Regions from separate parts of the Sus scrofa genome. Here region 1 is linked to region 2. A link is a contact called in public HiChIP or PLAC-seq data. All regions are on one chromosome and are shown on one strand. Each heading gives the region's core, a stretch centred on a gene start, on an enhancer-like site or on the middle of the called end of the contact. The rest is flanking DNA. Distances are from core to core; before and after follow the strand shown.

Region 1 (3,351 bases), core at 487-2,986, 100 kb before region 2:
CACTTAGGAGGTCACCAAAGGTGTCAGGCTGGAAGATGATGGTGGAGGGTCCTTGAGGGAATGAAAAGGAGATGGAGCAGACTGGATGATTCCAGAGAGAGCTTAGAGTATAATCTACAGAACTAGAGATGGAGGGAGTTCCTGTCGTGGCTCAGTGGTTAACGAATCCGACTAGGAACCATGAGGTTGTGGGTTCTATCCCTGGCCTTGCTCAGTGGGTTAAGGATCCTGGGTTGCTGTGGCTGTGGTGTAGGCCAGAAGCTACAGCTCTGATTAGACCCCTAGCCTGGGAACCTCTATATCCCGCGGGAGCAACCCTAGAAAGACAAAAAAAAAAAAAAAGAAGAAGAAGAACTCAAGATGGAGGGATCAGAGATGGTCAGATCAGGCTGGTCTGGACAGGTGATGATGGACATGGGGAAACACTAGGGAGAAACAGGGGTGACAGGAGAAGCAAAATACCTTAGCATGACCTCCATGGCTTTTCACCTTCTCAACGATATCAGAGAGAACATCGGCTGACCGCCCCCTCCAAAAACTAACTAATTAAACAATCCAACATAGAATTTTAAATGAATAGACCTCATTCTTAGTTAGGACATTTTTAGGTTTAGAGAAAAATTGAGCAGACAGAAGAGAGAGTTCCCATACACCCCTCTCCTCTGCACAGCGTCCCCCATTACACCAACCTAAGTTCTAAAGCCAAAGGAAACTGTTCCTAGAATCAAAATAAAGCCTATGCCTTTCTCCCTGTTTCTCCCCCAACAAAGAGATGGCTTCAGTGTGAGAAAGTGACACCAGCAGCACAACCTGCCCCGAGCTCTCCCTCAAGCCCCTCTCCCACTAGCTTCCCACCTTTCCTTTGACAGAACTAGTTTTCCCTTTCTTCACTTAGCCTGGCCAACTCCTATTCATTCATCAAATCTTGGCTCATGTGTCACCCCCTCCCAGAAGCCTGTCTTGATTGGCCACCCACCCCTCCCCATCTTGGGCCAATAACACCCTGTATGACCCACAAGTTATTCGTTCCCATCCTCGAGGCAGGAAACTGTTCTTCATGAATGTGCACCCTCCACCCCCCTCCCCTGCCCCCATGAGACGGTAACAAACTGCAGGGCAGGGACCTGGCTTATTGTGTCTGTATCCCTTAGATCTGGAGGTGCCGTAGCTGCGGTGCAGGCCGCAGCTGCTGCTGCTCATGTGCTGCAGGTGTTGCTGTAAAAAGAAAAAAAAAAGAAGAAGAAGGAAGGGAGGGAGGGGAAGGAAGAAGAAAAGGGAGGGAGGGAGGAAGGAAGGAAGGGAGGGAGAGAGAGAGGGGAAGGAAGGAAGGAGGAGGGAGGGAGGGAAGGAGGAAGGAAGGAAGGGAGGGAGAGAGAGAGGGGAAGGAAGGAAGGAGGGAGGGAGGGAGGAGGAAGGAAGGAAGGAAGGAAGGGAGGGAGAGAGAGGGGAAGAAGGAAGGGAGGGAGGAAGGAGGAAGGGAGGGAGGGAGAGGAGAGGGGAAGGAAGGAGGAGGGAGGGGGAGGGGGGGGGGAGAGAGGGGGGAGGGGAGGGAGGGAGGAGGGGAGGAAGGGAGGGAGGAAAAGAGGAAGAGAACAAAGTGTTCTCAGGAATTCAAGACTTAAACCTCAAAGCCAGTCAGCAAGGCTGCCTGCTAATTGCAGATCACAGCCTTCTTGGGAAGAGGAGTCACATGGCAGATTGCAGAAGGTACTTAGAGGATGCAGGGGGCGGACACTAACAGGAACAGCTGCTTGCGGTGAGCTGTTGCCCAACATGTCAGCGCCGGAGGTGCTGGGTGCGTACTGAGTGCTGAAAGGAAAACAGATCATCTTCTGTGTGCATGGCCCATATCCCTGACCCCTCCATTAGAGTGACCTATTGTGTGTGAACGTGAATCTGACATGTAATCTATAGACTTTGGTCCACCTGGTAGATGAGTGTTGCTTAAATGATCTAGCATCTCCCTGGAGGTCACAATTCCACTTAACTGGTAACTGAGTCTTATCACACTGCTCGAATTCTATTTCTGATGATACCCTAACATGATACACCCAGTGTAATGTATCTGTTGTGCTTGACACATAGGTTCTACTCAAGGTTTTGCCATGAACAGGCTGGGTGACTTTGGAGAAACATGCAGTTTCTCTGGATCTCCATTTTCTGTCTGGGGGCACTGAAGTGATCTATTTGCTTTCTCCAGAAAACTCCAGGGATGCGAGGGTGGGGGCAGGCTGGGAACAAAGCAAGGAGCCTGGCATAGGATTTGAAAACTTCCTTGATGCTGGTATCCTGAGCATTTCCTCCTGATGTTAATCAAATGAGTGCTACCTTGCTGGCTCTCTTGCATTGGATAAACTGGGGGGGGGGGGGCTCTCTATCCTTTGAAAGAGAAAGATCACTGATGCACGGAAAAAAGTACTATAGTTTATATACAAATAAAAAGGCAATTTAATATAACTGCTGTTTCCATGATTGAATTGCCTTATTTTTCAATACAAATAATAGAATAATAGACCACATCAAGCTATCAAATATTCCCTTTTTATTTTATTTTATTCTTTTTTTTTTTTTTTTTTTTTTGGCCTTGCCCACAGTGTGCGAAGGTTCCCAGGCCAGGGATCAAACCTGCACCACAGCAGTGACAACACCAGCTCCTTAACCCTCTGAGCCACCAGGGAACTCCAAGCTATCAAATAATCTTTCATTTCAAATTATAGGTCAGTTAGTACAGAAAGGGAGAAGTGAGGGAAGAAAGAAGGAAGGGAGAAGGAGAGAGGAAGATAGAATGCCTAGCAGAGGTTTAAAGAGGAAGAGGCAGAGAGAAAGAGAGAGGCAGAAGGAGGATGGAGGAGGGGGAGGGGAGGGGAAGGAGAAGTGGATGGAGAGAGCTAAGAACATCAGGGGAAACAGACGAAAACGCGTCTAAATGTCCTTCGCAGCCCTGCTCCTGCCCAGGGCTGTCATCTTTCATCACAGGGTTATTTGTTCTCACTTGCCCTCGAGTGTGAGTCTCTAATTCATCACTGTTCGCAAGCCAGGTCTTCATCTGCACTTTTAGTGACTTAAGGATTAAATCTACTGTAGGAACCTTGGTCATTTAAGGGAGGAATTCTTTAGGCTGTAGGGACAATGGCAAGAGGAATGTTTATCCCAGTGCCTGAGGAAATCAAGCAAACGTGGTGAGAGGGCAAGGCTTTTCCTCCAACAGGTAGAAGCCAAGTCACCTATTTGTTGCTGAATTTTTCCCCAAACAGTGATGGTTTTTGTGTACAGTAAATGTGGTCAGCATATCCATTCAGTGTCATATTATTCGGGGAGTGAGGAGAGGGTTTAATAGATACATATGGCGCT
Region 2 (3,251 bases), core at 641-3,140:
GGCCTCGCTCAGTGGGTTAAAGATCCAGTGTTGCCGTGAGCTGTGGTGTAGGTCGCAGACGCGGCTCAGATCTGGCATTGCTGTAGCTCTGGTGTAGGCTGGTGGCTACAGCTCTGTTTAGACCCCTAGCCTGGGAACCTCCATATACCTCGGGAGAGGCCCCAGAAAAGACAAAAAAAAAAAAAAAAAAAAAAACCCAAAAAAACCTCCAGGAAGGCTGGGACATAGAACATCCCACTCAGCAGTTGGCCTTTGCCTCTGCTTATGGAAGCACTGAAAGTTCACTGTCATTTCACCTTCAGCATTGAACTTGCAATCTTAGAGGAAAATGTTAATTCAACACTGTGAAAAGTTATCTTTAAAAACAGGCTGTTTCTGAAAAGATGCAGATGATACAAAGGTTGGCACCTGTTGCACAAAGGTCTTTTGGATTACGTTTATTACTTTGCATGAATGTTTGAGGTTTGTTGTGTTATCCAATGAATAGAGACTGAGATATTGCTTTTTTTCTGAAAAGCCTTCCACTACTTATTGAATACTTACCAAGTGCAAGAAACTGAAGGAGACCAATACAGGGCAAGTTCTCTAGCCAGAAGGAGCTTACCATCTACAAGGGGTGTGGCAGATACGCAATGACAATAGCTAATATTGCGGGAGTGCTTACTATATGCAACTAAACACTTCATACATATTAACTCACATAATCCCCACAACAACCATAAGGAAAGTACTATTATCTCCATTATATGGAGCATGAACAGAGAGGTTAAGTAGCTTGCCTAGATCTGCCCAGATTAGTAAATGGCAGCACTAGAATTTAAACCTAGGTTGTCTAGCTCCAGAGCTAGGTTCTTAACTGGGCATTTTCTAAAACTGTAATATTGCCAACAAGATACAGAAGCATAGGAAAGGGAGATGAATTTTAACCAGAGTGAGGGTTAAGGCATAGCTTTATGGAGGAGGCATTTGTTCTGGATCTTGAAGGTCAATAGGTGGAGAGAGGGGTTGGGGAAGGAACAGGCAGACTAAAAGAAGATTTTGGGTACCAGCCAGCTGATGGCAGCAAGATCTGGTTGAGTGCCTGTGTGGGAGAAAAGCTGGAGGGGGCGGCTGCGCCCATATTCTCAAGATCCTTGAGGATCAAGCCCTGTCAGATAGGAAGGGGAGAAAACGCCCGCAATTGGAAGAGTGGCAGAAAGGAACTCCTGGACACTTCCTCTTATCTTGCCTTGCTTTGCCTCTCGTCATGTCTTGCCTCCTGTCTGAAACCAAGGCAGGTGGCCCACCCACATTTCTCTCAGGCAGAGAAGGTCAAGGTCGCCCGCGCGGGCTCCGGAACGGCACGATTGGCAGAGGACTCCCGTCCCGAGTGCAGACGCCGGATTTGGCTGCTAGCCTGAGCCAGGCCAGGATGGGTCAGGAATGTACGCACTCTGCGGCGTGGCAGCTAGAACACCAGTTCTGTGGGTACCAGAAGGCCGGTCCTCCGGAATTCCCGCGGGCCACCGCCTGCTAATCTCTTGGCCCTTGAAGGTCGAGGAAACCGCCTCGCGGTACGACTGCCGCTCGGCTCCTTCCTTCAGCACCGGTAGGGCCAAGGAACAACAGCCTCAGTGATAGGAGGACGCTCTGCCAATCAGCCATAGACCCGCCCCATCTCGGCCGGCGTACAGTGCATTGGTTGCATCATTACCGGCCTCTGACAAGGTTCTCTTCTTGGATTGGCTAATAGCATCCCCTCCCTCCTGGCCTTTTTTGTCAGAAGCTCACGATTGGTTAACAGCTTTGCCAAACTCCCGACACGGCTCGACCATTGGAGGCCGTGGGCCCGCCCCCGCCTACTAGGTGAAGGTGAGAGTCTCCTCCAGTTGCAGCGGTTGGACGGTACCGAGCGGCTCCGGGCGCGAGGTGAAAGCTCCCGGCCGACTCCTGCTCTCTAGCTATGGCACCTCCATCAGTCTTTGCCGAGGTTCCTCAGGCCCAGCCGGTCCTTGTCTTTAAGCTCATTGCTGACTTCCGGGAGGATCCGGACCCCCGCAAGGTCAACCTAGGAGTGGGAGGTAAGGATGCAGTGCCCAAGTGTGTGAACAACCTGGGAGTGGAGCGGACCTAACTTGGGCTATGGGGACCGTAGGAGATGCCGAGGCCCACCTTGGTTCTGTCGGAGAGGTGGCAAGATCCACGAGGCTTGGTTCCATCTGCCCATTTTACAGATGGCCATATGGAGTCCTTGAAAAAGGGAGACGTATCTATGTACACACAGGAAGGTGTAGCAATCAGGACACAAACTCAGTTTTTCCGATTCTCTATTGTGTGTGTTATACTGCGTCCTTTCCCTAGGGAAAGGATGATTGAAAGGAGAGAGGGGAAAATAGAACGTTTGATATCAGGCTTGGAGACCTGATAGCTGGGGAATGGATAAAGGAGAACTCGTAGTCCTAGGGAGCGCTGATCTGGGTCGGTAAATATTTGACTGACTACCAGGTGTCAATCAGGCACTTTACCAAACCCTGTAAAAGACTGAGGCTTGGTTTTGGCTCCAAGGAGATTAAAATCAGCAGTGATAAAATAGAGATCTAAAATTCTTTCGAGACACGTTAATGCTCTTTGGGACGATCTGGGAAGAATGTGGTGGGAACGGGCAGGGATGGTGAAAGGAGTGGAAAGAATATAGATGGTGAAAAGGAGTGCGATGCATCACTTTGCACACATCTTTGTCTTTATTTCTTGTTTGTCTTTCTTGGACCTTGGATAGGTCAGAGCATGGGCCTTCAATTTGCCTTACTGCTAAGAAAAAGACTTGGACTGGAGTGCCTCTGAAATTTAACTCTAATCTTAATCTTCTCTGGTGAATGTATTATTTCTGTCACTGTCATTTGGATGTTTGAAGCCACACAGACACTCAACAACACCCAAAGACCAGCCAGGGAGAAGAGAGTGAATAGGATGATGTTCTGTGCTAGGGAACAAACTTAGAGCAAAAGGACTAGAAATTTTGAAAAGAGAAAATTGAACTGTTTTGTAGCAGAGACGCAGTGGCGAGAAGGAGGTTCAGAATTAGGTGTCTTACAAGTGACTGTGTCTGTCCATAGGACCTGTTAAAGTCTTCACCAAGGAGTATGGGGGATGAGTGAGAAGAAAGCCTTTAGAAAGTTCTTGGTTTGTTGAAAGCTGGATAATGGGTACATGGGCATCCATTATATTATTTTTATAATTTTTGTATATATTTGAAATTTTCCATAATAAAGCAT

The links. HiChIP or PLAC-seq counts read pairs in DNA pulled down with a chosen protein or histone mark.
Region 1: an H3K27ac HiChIP or PLAC-seq map of alveolar macrophages shows a contact between it and region 2. The contact joins the enhancer-like site here to the promoter of GOT1 in region 2. A contact is called at or near these places in 1 of 5 promoter capture datasets (liver), 16 of 47 Hi-C or Micro-C datasets (alveolar macrophages, blood, embryonic fibroblasts and 11 more) and 1 of 2 datasets of contacts at active chromatin or transcription factors (alveolar macrophages).

What each region holds. Positions count from the first base shown.
Region 1 is chr14:110,738,891-110,742,241 of Sscrofa11.1, reverse strand. No RefSeq gene overlaps it. Among named protein-coding and RNA genes, the nearest start is that of NKX2-3, 20 kb to the right of the region's middle. Within about 2 kb of position 1,736, at least 10 of the 83 cell types and tissues checked have an H3K27ac peak or open chromatin away from gene starts, as enhancers often do. A contact at or near this core is called in alveolar macrophages, where this site is marked.
Region 2 is chr14:110,634,464-110,637,714 of Sscrofa11.1, reverse strand. It overlaps GOT1 (glutamic-oxaloacetic transaminase 1), which reads left to right and starts at 1,890. Exons shown (of 9, transcript NM_213927.1): 1 at 1,890-2,060. The coding sequence starts at 1,943.